Regions from separate parts of the Danio rerio genome. Here region 1 is linked to region 2. A link is a contact called in public Hi-C data. All regions are on one chromosome and are shown on one strand. Each heading gives the region's core, a stretch centred on a gene start, on an enhancer-like site or on the middle of the called end of the contact. The rest is flanking DNA. Distances are from core to core; before and after follow the strand shown. Region 1 overlaps LOC137488455 (a long non-coding RNA gene). Region 2 holds the start of scrt1a (scratch family zinc finger 1a).

Region 1 (6,814 bases), core at 1,299-3,798, 61 kb before region 2:
TCTTCCTCGTGAAACATTTATTGCTCCTTCAACAGTTCTGCTGGCCTGTTTGAATGCACTTGTGGGTCATGCGGACTGCACACACACGGGCTGATCAGCACTGATGCATTAGGGGCTGTTTTCCTGCATATGTTCACTTATTAATATCTTCTGCTCCTAATTTCTTACATGCTTGTGTTGGCAAAAAGGAATGCTTTATCTCTCCATTTGTAAAAACGGTTTTGTTGCTTGTTAAAGAGACAGCCCCCCCCCCCCCCCACCCCCCAAATAAATGGTCATTTGTCATCCTCGACTTGTTCTAGTTTGAGTTTTCTTCTTCTGCTGAACACAAAGGAAGATTTACTGAAGTATGCTGGAAGAAAAAAAAAACAGCCATTGACTTCCATCATATTTTTGTTTCTACTAATGATGCCAGAGATTTCTTTTTCCAACGTTTTATGACGCTGTGTGCTGCTGGGCAGTAACTAAACGCACTACAGAATGTTACGTTTACACACATCCATAAATTACAAGTAAATGCCTCTGCTTTTCAGAGCGTAATACTACTCATTACTCTAGAGTACTTTTGAAAGGGCTACTTTTTACTCATACTTTGAGTAATATTACAACAGATACTTCTACTCTACTCTTATTACATTTTTGGCAAGTAATAGTACTTTTACTCGAGTATGATTTTTCAGTACTTTGTTAACCACTGAATAAAATATATAATATAATATAATATAATATAATATAATATAATATAATATAATATAATATAATATAATATAATATAATATAATAAAAAATAATATAATATAATAAATATAATAAAAAATAATAATATAAAATAAAAAACAATAAAGCATAATATTATAATAACATATTATAATTTAACAATAATATAAAATAATAAAATAATAATAGTAATGTAAAATATAATATAATATTATAAAACTAATATAAAATACTATAATATAATATAATATAATATAATATAAAATAATTTAATTATGATATAATATAATATAAAATAGTATAATAAATATAATAAAAAATAATAATATAAAATAAAAAAACTATATAACACAATATAATAATAACATATTGTAATATAATAATAATGTAATATAATGTAATATAATATAATACTAATAGTAATATAAAAAATACAATATAATATAAAATATTATATTATATTATAATACCAAAATAAAAATAATATAATATAATATAATACAAAATAATATAAAAAAATAATATAATATAATATAAAATAATATAATATAATATAATACAAAATAATATAATATAATATAATATAAAATAATATAATATAAAATAATATAATATAATATAGTACAATATAATATAATATAATATAATATAATATAATATAAAATAATATAATATAATATAATATAATATAATATAATATAGTACAATATAATATAATATAATATAATATAATATAAAATAATAAAATACAAAATAATATAATATAATATAATATAGTACAATATAATATAATATAATATAGTACAATATAATATAATATAATATAATATAATATTATATAATATAAAATAATATAATATAATATAATATAATATAATATAATATAATATAATATAATATAGTACAATATAATATAATATAATATAATATAATATAATATAGTACAATATAGTACAATATAGTACAATATAATATAATAAAATATAATATAATATAATATAATATAATATAATATAATATAGTACAATATAATATAATATAATATATAATATAATATAATATAATATAATATAATATAATATAATATAATATAATATAGTATAATATAATATAATATAATATAATATAATATAATATAATATAATATAATAAAATATAATAAAACATAATATAATATAATATAATATAATATAATATAATATAATGTAAAACAATATGTTTCCCAGTGATGGGTTGCAGCTGGGAGGGCATCCGCTGCGTAAAACATATGCTGGATAAGTTGACGGTTCTTTGCATTGTGGTGACCCCTGAATAATAAAGGGACTAAGCTGAAAAGAAAATGAATGAATAATAATGTAATGGAAAATACTTAATTGTCTTGTAAAATACCTAGTAAATTTAAAAATAAAAAGTTTTTACATAATAATTCATATTTTTTTTTATGTTGATTTTTAATGCTCTGCCCTGCATTACTAAAGTTCTGTTCATCTGTCCATGCGTTAGTGTTAGTTGTGTGTTCTCATCTCTACACACAGAAATGAATGCAGTGTTTCCACGCAGCCTCATCAGCTCAGAGTCTCAGATAGCGGAGGTTCTTCTTTTATTATTGCAGTGTTTGTGTTTTTGAGAAATGAGATTCTGTGTGCTGTTTATAAGTCATTCGGAGAGCTTTACCTGCATGACTATATTAGGCTGGTGTTATGTAACCCAGTTTTAGCTTGCACACAGATTTCCTCGCCTCTGAGGAATGTCAGCAGAAAATATTCTGGGTCATCTGTGCTGCGACCGCAGTTCCCATGATGCATTGTGCAGCGGTGCCTTTGTGAGAGTCAGCTGATCTGCGGAGAGACTTGCAGTGCGCTCTCTCTCTCTCGCTCTCTCTCTCTCTCTCTCACACACACACACACACACACACACGCACACTGCTTTATTGAAGATGCAGACATCAGACTCACAGTCAGACTCACATTTATTCTTTGAATAAACATTACAGTAAAACAATACAGTTTATATAAATTTGAAAGCAAGAAAGACAAACAGAAAGAATGAAACAGAGATAAAGGAAACAAAGAAGGAAAAAAGTTAATGAAAATAAAAAAGAGAAGGAAAAGAAAAAAGGAACAATAAAACAGAGAAAAAAGAAAAGAGAGAAATATAAGTAAAAAAGAAAGAAATTAGAAAATGGAGAAAGAGAAAAAAGAAAGAAAAAACAGAGAAAGAGAAGGAAAAAGAAATAAAGAATAAAACAAACAAGAAAGAAATTAATGAAAAAGAGAGACCAAACTAACAAAAAAAGAAAAGGAAGAAAAGAAAGAAAGAAAGAAAGAAAGAAAATCAAAAAAGGAAAAAAGAAAGAGAACAAAGAATGAAACAGAAAAAAGAAAAAATAAACAGAAAAAATAAGGAAAAGAAAGAAAGAAAGAAAGAAAGAAAGAAAGAAAGAAAGAAAGAAAAGAAAAATAAAGAAACCACGAATAAAACAGACAAAGTAGAAAAAATAAATAGAGATAAAGGGTAAAAAGAAAAAGAAAGAAGACAGAGAAAGAACAAGATAAAAAATAAAACAGACAAAAAAGAAAGCAAAAGAAAAAGAGAGAAAGAAAGGGAAAAAGAGAAAGAGAAAAAAGAAAGAATGAGAAAAAGAAAGAAAGAAAATCAAACAAAGGAAAAAAGAAAGACAACAAAGAATGAAACAGAAAAAAAAGAAAAAATAAACAGAGAAAAAAGAAGGAAAAGGAAAGAGAATGAAAAAGAAAGATAGAAAACAGAGAAAGAAAGAAAGAAAGACAGAAAGAAAGAAAGAAAGAAAGAAAGAAAGAAAGAAAGAAAGAAAGAAAGAAAGAAAGAAAGAAAGAAAGAAAAAGAAAGAAAAAAAGAAAGAGAATGAAAGGGGAAAATAACAAAAAGAAAGAAGAAACCGAGAAAGAGAAGGGGAAAGAACAGAATAAAAATAAAACAGACCAGAAAAAAGAAATAAAAATTAAAAGAGAAAAATGACAGAATGAAAGAGATAAAGAAAGAAAAAGAGAGAAAGACAGAAAAAAGTGAATAATAAAGAAAGAAAAGAGAAGCAAAAAATAATAATAAAACAGAAAGACAAAAATAATGAGAAAAATAAATAAAGAATAAATAAAACAGAGAGAAAAGAAAAGAAAAGGAAAAAAGAAAAAAAGAAGAAACAGAGAATGAGGAGGGGAAAAAAGAAATAAAAAATAAAACCGAGACAAGAAAGTAAGTAAAAGAGAGAAAAAAATAAGGAACAAAGTAAAAGAATGAAAGGGGGAAATAATAAAATAAAGAAGAAATGGAGAAAGAGAAGAGAAAATTAAGAATATAACCGAGACGAGAAAGAAAGATGGAAACAAAGAGAGGAGGAAAGAAGGAAAAATAAAGTGATGAAAGAGAAAAAGAAAGAATTGCAGTTATATTATACAGTAATGAATGTATAAATCGTGAATTAATAAACTTTTAATTTGGTTTTCTTTGTTGAGGCTTTTTCTTCATTTATTTATGAACATGTTATTGACTCTTCATTCATATTTGTGTTTTATTTGTGTTTTCATTAACACATTTTATGTGTTTATTTATTGTTCCTTACATTTTTGCTTTGTTATTTTTTCATACAGTTTTAATGTCTTTATTAAGTATTTATTTTCACTTTTTGAGCTACAAGTTGTGCATAAATCTGTTGAGTTCGGGATGTATGGATGATTCAGTTTCAGTTCTGATCAGCTCTGATTTACCCTCAACACTTTACGTGCAGTTACTCTCCATCTGCCATTTGTGTTTTTCATCCCTCAAAGCATGATGTGATGTGTGTCTGAGAGAAATCTGATGTGTGTAATCGTGTGTGTGTGTGTGTGTGTGTGTGTGTGTGTGTGTGTGTGTGTGTGTGAGTGTGTGTGTGTGTGTGTGCGCGTGTGTGTGTGTGTGTGTGTGTGTGTGTGTGTGTGTGTGTGTGTGTGTGCGTGTTGTAAGCCGGATCACCTGAAGCTCTTCCTGCAGAGTCTGGAGCTTCTGCTCAGTGTGAGTTTGACCTCATGGAGAGAGACTGGAGCTCTGATCCTGAACACTTCAGTGTGTGCTGCCTACATAGGGAGCTGCAGAGACCACACACTGAAAACACATTACTGCATTGCTACTGTATGCATCTGACTGGACACGGTGTTTAACCTTTTATTGGGCAAAGAAATGTATAAGATAAAGAAAGATAGATTTAACTGCAATTTAAAGGCTTAATTAGGCAAGCAATTATTTTTGACTGTATATTTACTGCAAAGTTTGACATATGGAATAGGAGTGTAGGATTCTTGTATTTTCAAGATCTAGAATACACACTCACCGGCCACTTTATTAGGTACACCTTACTAGTATCGTGTTTAACCCCGTTTTGCCTTCAGAACTGTCTTAATCCTTCATGGTGTAGATTCAACAAGCTACTGGAAATATTCCTCAGAGATTTTGCTCCATATTGACATGATAGCATCACACAGTTGCTGCAGATTTGTCGGCTGCACATCCATGATGCCAATCTCCCGTTCCACCACATCCCAAAGCTGCTCTATTGGATTGAGCTCTGGTGACTGTGGAGGCCATTTGAGTACAAGGAACTCATCGTCATGTTCAAGAAACCAGTCTGAGATGATTGAGCTTTATGACATGCTGCGTTATCCTGCTGCCATCAGAAGATGGAGACACTGTGCTCATAAAGGGATGGACATGGTCAGCAGCAATACTCAGGTAGGCTGTGGCGTTGACACGTTACTCAATTAATGGGCCCAAAGTGTGCCAAGAAAATCTCCAACACACCATTACACCACCACCACCAGCCTGAACTGCTGATATAAAGCAGGATGGATCCATGCTTTCATGTTGTTGAGGCTAAATTCTGACCCCACCATCCGAATGTGCAGCAGAAATGGAAACTAATCAGAGCAGGCAACTTGATAAACAATATAGAAAATAAACAATATTAAATAAAATACAACAAATAATAAAATGAAAAATCAAAAACAATAATATATTTTTTAAATTTAATAAAAAATTTAATAAAATAAAATAATGATCAATTATAAAATAAAAGTAATAAACAAAAATTTAATTAAATTAAAAATATGATAAAATAAACAATAATAAAATTAAATAAAAAATGTAATAAAATAAAAATAAAACAATAATAAAATAAAATGAAAATAAAAAAATATTACAATTTAATAAAATATAAAATATAATGAAATAAAACATAACAAACAAAATACAGTAAAATCAATAATAAAATTAAAAACTAAAATAATAAAATAATAAACAATAATAAAATAAAATACAATAATAAACATCAATAAAAGAAAAAAACAATAATAAAATAAAATACAACAAAACTATAATAAAAAATAAACGATAATCAAATAAAACACAATAATAAACAATAATAAAATAAAAAATAAACAACAGTAAAATAAAACCTAATAAACAATAACAAAATAAAATACAAAAGAAAGAAAGGAAGGAAGAAAAAGAAAGGGTGATTTGTTTTCTTTTTATTTACTAAGGCATTTTTTACATTTATTTATTAATGTATTTTATTTGCTTATTAATTAGGCATTTTATGTGATTGGCTGATTAGAAATTTGGGTTAATGAGCAGTTGGACAGGTGTACCTAATAAAGTGGCCGGTGAGTGTAAGTGCGGATGGTCTGTACAGTACAAAAATAACTTACAGCCTTTCAAGATCTGCAGTGAAATTAGATTCTCCAGACACAAATTGATAAAGTGCTACAAAATGAACCCATAAATGTGTATTTGGGGTGTTTTCTTTCCAATAGTCTGGAAGAAGACAAATCGAGCAGTGTATTTCACCAGCCGTCCTGCTGTAAAACCTGCCAGTGTTGACGGTTTAGTGTAGACAGTTCAGTGTTGACTGTTTAGTGTTGACTAGGTTGTGAATCAGACGTCTTGTGTTTGTTTTCTATGACCCGTCCTTGTACATGGCAGAGTCTGCGGTCAGGGTGAGGTGTGTGTGTACGTGTGCGTGTGTGTTTCTACACGTCTGCATGCTTGTGTTTGATAAATGCGTTCAGCAAGCGGCTGTATAAATCCT
Region 2 (7,069 bases), core at 2,244-4,743:
ATGAATCTGCTGTTCAGTCTCAGTCAGCAGGAGCCACTCTGAAGCGCTTTTGATAAGGACTCTGCTGGGATCTGGAGAAAGCTGACAGCCAAATTCCTTCATGTCTCAAGGTTACCGCTGCAAAACTGCATTAAACTCTACTGTAAGCACCATAACGCAACTGCTAAAGCATATGGGGATCCTTCCGGAAAGGATGGGATCCTTCTCTTTGATCGTATGCTCGCTTTTTTTTTCCTCTCTCAAGAGCTCCTTGTGAACACAATGCGGATGAAATTCAATCATGTGTAACAAAGGCGTCAGTCAAGGATTTAATTGAGATGAAAGCATGCTTTGAATCCTGCGGAAGGAAAAACCGGAGTGGCTTTCTGACACATCATGCACCACAAACGTCGCGTCACCGGGCTGACGTCACAGCACACTTTCTGGAGCCTCTGAGTCAGCAGGTTTGAGCTCAAACAAACAGGACCACAAACACGCAGGTACTTATTGGTTCTTTATTATGAAGTGAGAAAATGCCCGGTGTGGTTTTTTTTTCTTTTTCGCTTTTGTGCTTTACATTGTTCAAATGCTGGGGGGAAAAAACCCAGGGAAGAGAAGTCCAGAAATAAGTTCATTTGATTCTTTACACAGCTTGTAGAAATATTCAGTTCCAAAGGATTATTTACAAGGCGTCTTGCATTAAACAGTTTGTTCTCCTTGTCCGTGATATACAAAAACAGAGGTTCGACTAATACAAGGCCTGTCTACCTGAATTGCTAAGGTTTTGTGCTACTATTTACTTTGTTGTCGTCGTTTCAAAAAAGAAGTGCTTTTCAAAGATCGGTCTGCTGTCCGTGTTGCAGCAGCACGTGTGATCTCCTACAACAGCGTTTGCACAGTCGCAAATGATCCAGAGCCATCCTACTTTCTAAAAACTACGTTATTAAATAAGAGGCAGGCAGTGCATAACCACTTACAAAAGGACCCTACCCCCATCGCTCCCCCCACCCCATCCCGTGGAAGTATCCGCTAATACTACTCTGGCATTTCCCTGATATTTAACTTCTGAATGACTACTGATAGTATTGGATAAAATCGTGATTAAAAAGGCTATAGTTATTACTCGCTTTAGCTTTTAAAAATACCATGCATTATTGCTCTATTCTTCATCATGACTCCCCAGAAATATTGCCGACGGATGCTATCTAGGTTTTGGCAGAAATATCCAAAGCTTCATAAAATTGGCATAGATTCCATTAGTAGTAGTAGTAGTAGTAGTACTTTTTCTTTCTTTTTTTTTTTTTTTGCATGCAACAAATTTCTAATAATAAAGTGGCAACCAAAAAAATAAGATATTCAGAAAGTGGCAAATGCTTTGGCATATTGATGACGAAGGCTTGGCAACTGAAGGACAAATTAAAGTGCAAACTTACACAGTTTGTAGGAAACAAATAAACAAATAAATAGATAAATAAATAAGTCAATGAATAAATAGTTTTACCTCGATGCTGAACACTTTTGTGGCCACTGGCAGCAGTACAATATTATCCAATACTTAGAAAAGGTTTGACCTTTCGAGAGAAACACAGACATTTTCAATGTCCTCTGAGTTTTGGGGTGAATGAACAGCGAGTACAGAAAGAAGTTAAGGTACATGCGATTAATCCTCTGTGTTTTCTTCACACTTCCATGGGGCTCAGGGGAGCGAAGGCTCCCTTGAAGCAGGCCGACTCGTAGTGCTTGTTCAGGTAGGACTTCAGAGCGAAGGTCTTGTTGCATCTCTTGCACTTGTAGTGCTTAAAGGCCGAGTGTGTCTGCATGTGCGCCCGCAGGTTGGAGCGGTCAGCGAAGGCCTTCCCGCAGTGTGCGCACCCGAAGGGCTTCTCGCCAGTGTGCGAGCGCATGTGTCCCTGTAAAAGCCACGGCCTGCTGAAGGCCTTCCCGCATATGTCGCACTTGTGCTTGAGGTCGTGGGTCAACAGATGCATGGCCATGGCCGGCATGGAGACGTAAACCTTCCCGCAGGTCGGGCACTTCTTGGCCATTTTGCTGTCCAGGCTGCGGTGCGTCTGCTTGTGTCTGCTCAGGTTGGACGACGTGGCGTAGGTCTTTCCGCACTCGTTACACGTGTGCCTCTGGAGGGTCCTAGGGCTGCTGATGGCTTTTCTCCGTGAGCGTCCATCCGTGATGAAGAAGGCGTCCACCGTGTACCCCTCGCTGACCGCCGTGTCTCCGTTGATGTAGCCTGACGAGATCTCCGACTGCGGGCTGTCCGGTTGATCCGAGTCCGGCGCTCCGTAATCGCTGTGGATGCTGTCGTAGATGGGTCCCGGGGAGGGCACTTTGATGCCGCTGTCGCTCTCTCCATCATACGGAGCCGGGGTCATGTAGTCACTGATGTAGGCTTGGGAAAAAAAAAAACACAAAGCCACAGTTATTTATTAATTTCTGCAAGAAATCAACAGCTTTCTCCATTTCAATTAGTGCTTGGCTTTGGTATTGTGCAGGAATTAGGTCGAAATGACTCCCCAAAATAAGACGGCATGCATGAATATTCTATAAACGGCAGCTTATGCAAGCGCGCGCGGGTTATGTAGAGCGTGAATAATGACGTGAAACATGATCAAGCGTTGCGTTAATGCACAGCGCGCGTGGATAATTCCGATAACTCTCGGTGCGAACGTCAAGTACTTGTTGCTAGCGCTGCGTTTTTCTACAGCAAACGCGCCTTAAAGCGAGTCGAATGCGTGCTCGGAGGAGCGCAACACCTGAAATGTGCCGACTCGACAGAAACGCAGTGTGACCGCGGGTCAGCGCCGAGGTTACGATTAAAGCCATCAGGCGTCAATAAGCATGCACATGCCCTTGCGTTTAAAGCGGTGTGAAATAATTACCTTTCTCGTGAAAGCGCAGGCTGATGTCTGCCCTGGATCTGCCATAGGAGCTCTCAAGATCAGAGGATGAGAAATCATCAAGCTTCACCTTTTTGACCAGGAAAGACCTTGGCATGTTTTACGCTGAAGGAGAAAACACTCGTCCGCCGGTCGAATCGTTTCCTCATGCAAGTGCAACGCTGGAGAACAAAAACGTCTCTCTTATTTATTTATTTTTATTTGCTTCTTTTAGTGTCGTTCCTCTCCTCGGTAATGCCGAGATTCAGATGCCAGCGCAGGGTATCGGCAGACCCTGAATGCGTGTGTGTGTTGATGCAGCGCGACGCCGCGATGCTCTCGGCAGAAATGCAACTTCAGCACTGGACAGCTCCCGTTTGCGGCGGCGCGCGTTCAGCACTGGACAGCTTCGCTCCGCTGTGCGCGCGCGCTCTCTCTCTCTCTCCCCTCTCTCTCTTTCTTTAGTTCCTCCGAGACCCTCACCACGGTTTTATCTTCCAGGTACGGGCGTTAAGTTTAAACTAACTAGTCCTCTAGTTTCCGATCTGCTTCTGCACCCCTAAAGACACAGAAAGGACAGTGAAACCGCTGAGTGCACGTCGCTCGCTCGCTTTATCTCCCAGCTGTTCCGTCTGAAGGCGTCGGGCTTTCTGAAGTCTGTTGATCAGCTGTTGGGATTTATATGGCTGCGATCAGGTGGGAAATGAAGATGGAAGTACTTAATTTAATCCATAAAAAATCTCCCGGGACCAACATTGAACTGGATGGCTTAATGCCGTTGTTTGACGTCCACGCCTTCGCCGGAAATTTCACCAAAGCCCGAGACAAGAGCCACACAGGGGTTTATATATATATATATATATATATATATATATATATATATATATATATATATATATATATTCCGTGCATTTTTCATGTAATAATCAAATGTGTGTTCGTTTTTATTTATAAGACTATTTATTTTTTATATAAATAACAAACTAATTTAGATGATAACAAAGATGATTTTTGGATAAAAAGAAAAGTGTGCTTTGCTTGAGATTTGCAACATGTACATGTCGCTCTCGCCACGTTAAAAATCTGCCCTCCCGCGCCGCGCGTTCGCGCACCGCTTTTGACGCAAACCACTACATCAACTACTGGCAGTGGCCTCAGGCTTTCAGGTCATTCTTTTACATCACGGTCTATAAACCAATGGCTTTCTTTTCATGCAAATCACACGAATTGGGCACCAGAAGGTCCGTTTCCTCAATGATTCCAGTAGGAGCCATATGTCCGCAATTAACGCAGATCCTGAAGCTGTAGTACACACTGTTGTCTGACATCGTGTTCTCATTGTTCACTCCTTCAATGGGACGAATAAGGACGTCCCGCAGTAGGATTGTCGTTTTCCCAAACATTCAGACTCGGGGAGATGGCGTTCTCCTTGCTTTGGTGCCTGTTGAGACTAGAGTCATTATTTCTCGTGCGTTTTCTCATTTAATCCTTTCGGCAAGTTTGATGCTCTCTCTGTGTTCTCCGGTTTGATAGATGATCTTTAAAGTACATGTCTGGGAGAGAGAAAACATTCTGTCAAATAGAGAGTTAATTGCACGGTGCCATTTAGAATAAATGAATAAACTTGAATGCATATATATGCCAGAAGGCGATGAGAGTGGGCGAGTTTAATGTAACACTATACAGTCTTGTACCTTTGGTAATTTCCTAAACCTTTATTTTTAAAAATCCACTAAAGTGCACAGTGGTTAAGAAATGGAAAGAAAGATAATTTATACTGATATCATTTATACTGATATCATTTATACTGATATTTAACAAATCAATGTGATTACAATTCACTCGTTCTTAAAGAGATAGCCTTGGAAAAAATAAGCACATAAACAACCTGTGGTTATACACAAATAGTTATAAATATATATATATATATATATATATATTTACAATAATATGAATATATTATTATACAAATATTATTATAATAGACTTGTTTTTAAAGGACAAGCCTATTTAAAATTAAACAAATCAATAACCTGTAGTTGCAATTTTAAGAAAACATACAGAAACCATTACTTTTATAATACAATAATAATATTAACATATTTATATTAAAATACTAGAATCGTAAACAGAGTGTTATTAAAGGACTAGCCTATTAAAATGAACTATATATTAAATATATAAAAAATAAGCATTAAAAAGGAACAAAACTGCATGTTTTTATAATGACCACATATTATATTTAAATCAAAACTGGCATATTAATTAGAATAACACAAACATACACTGTAAAAATTATATGATCAATTAGTCCTGACAGCATATGTTTTTAGGTCATTGTAGCTTAATAAATTAAGTTAATCATGTTATAACTTTATCGTATAAGTTACGCAAGCTGTTTTAAGTCAGTTTAACATAGCATAAGTTCGAATGACTCATAAGGTTAATTTGATGTAGCTTAAAAAAATTAAGGCAACCAGAATTTTTTAGAGTGTAATTTTAAATAACAATTATAATATTAATGTTTACATAAAAATGTTAGAATTATAATAAACTTGACGTTAAAAGATTAATAAAGATTAACTAAAAAAATCAATGACTGCAGTCCCAATTTCAAATCAAAATGCAGTTATTGTTATTTGTATGGTACAATAATAATATTAAAATACCAAAGTATTCTAATTTTAACATAGCATATATATATATATATATATATATATATATATATATATATATATATATATATATATATATATATATATATATATATATATATATATATGATATGGCCAATTAGTTCCGACAGTATATATTTTTTATGTTATTGTAACTTAGTTTAATAAGTTAATCATGTTCTAACCTAATTTTATAAGTTACACGAGCTAATTTAGGTCAGTTTAACATAATATAAGTTCTAATCACTCATAAGGTTAATTTGATTTAACTTAAAAGTTTGAGGCAGCCAGTGTCGGAGCTAGTACAGGCCCAAAAAGTCTTCCACATCTAAGCGAGGGAGACGTTATTTTTACTTATGTCCATATATTTAATTGTCCATGCATTTAACTTTCCATAAAAATATGCATCCCAGTTAAAACAGCAAGGACAAATCAAAACAGTCTTTCTCGTGAAAAATGGGTGCGATTTTTAAATGCGTGACCCGTAGGTTGATTTAACCGGAGTATTCATGTGCACGCACGTGTGTGTAACAGTATACCAGCCCGCTCGCAGTGTGTATGTAGGACACTGTTGCACAGCAGTTGACATTCCCAGCAGCCCACGGCGACCTGACGTGTTTATGGGAGAAGGACATCCGTGCACCGAGGCTTCTGGAGAACTGCTGACATCAGCTGGAAAAAAACACACAGGCGGAAATGTTGAAGTCGGCCTCATTTGCATAATAATAGTCCGCGGTGTGTTGAGACGCACCGAACAAACGTCTCGTCCGAGTCCAAATCAAAAGGACTTCATTGACATTTAATTCTCACGTACGACGATTCCAATGCGACCGATTCAGATCAGTACACAGGGCTCTGTTCTGGAGCAGGCTGTAAAGGACACGTGGAAGGTCAAAGGGAGGATCTGCGCTGTGTTTTAACCTTAAAGAGGATTCTTTGTTTGAGAGATGTTGCTTAAAGTGTTTCCGATTATTCGTGCATACATTTAGCTTGCATATTCTGTGTGTGCGTGTGTGTGTGTGTGTGTGTGTGTATGTTCATGCATAAAATAACAAATAAGCATGCAGTTGCAGGCAAAATTGTTAGCTAAAGGTCAATTAATTCATTAAATTTATTTTTGGCTTAGTCCCTTTATTAATCTGGGGTCGCCACAGTGGTATGAACCGCCAACTTTTTCAGCATGTTTTACACACACTCATTTACACTCATACACCACAGACAATTTAGTCTATCCAAATCACCTGTATCACGTCTTTGGACTTGTGGGGGAATCGGGAGCACCCGGAGGAAACCCATGCGAACACATGGAGAACATGCAAACTCCATACAGAAATGCCAACTGACCCAGCCGAGGCTCAAACCAGCGACCTTCTTGCTGTGAGGTGTTTAATAACTAATTACTAATAACTGATTTCCCTGATGATAGTAGATAATATTTTACTAGTCATTTTGCAAGAGAGTATTCACCTTAGAGTGCAGTTTGAAGGCTTAACTCGGTTAATTATGCTAATTAGGCAAGTCATT

Evidence for each region. Hi-C and Micro-C count contacts between places; a contact is called where the count stands out from the background.
Region 1: a contact with region 2 is called in a Hi-C map of an unstated tissue, with 1.8 times the contacts expected there. The contact joins the enhancer-like site here to the promoter of scrt1a in region 2. A contact is called at or near these places in 2 of 18 Hi-C or Micro-C datasets (caudal fin and an unstated tissue).

The regions. Positions count from the first base shown.
Region 1 is chr19:1,545,380-1,552,193 of GRCz12tu, reverse strand. The region is part of intron 2 of LOC137488455 (a long non-coding RNA gene); the gene reads left to right. Among named protein-coding and RNA genes, the nearest start is that of scrt1a, 60 kb to the right of the region's middle. Within about 2 kb of position 2,548, at least 4 of the 62 cell types and tissues checked have an H3K27ac peak or open chromatin away from gene starts, as enhancers often do.
Region 2 is chr19:1,484,802-1,491,870 of GRCz12tu, reverse strand. scrt1a (scratch family zinc finger 1a) reads right to left here and starts at 3,493. Exons shown (of 2, transcript NM_001113601.2): 1 at 2,874-3,493; 2 at 1,271-2,383. The coding sequence starts at 2,988. The coding sequence ends at 1,659. All of the region lies in intron 3 of LOC137488455 (a long non-coding RNA gene), which reads left to right.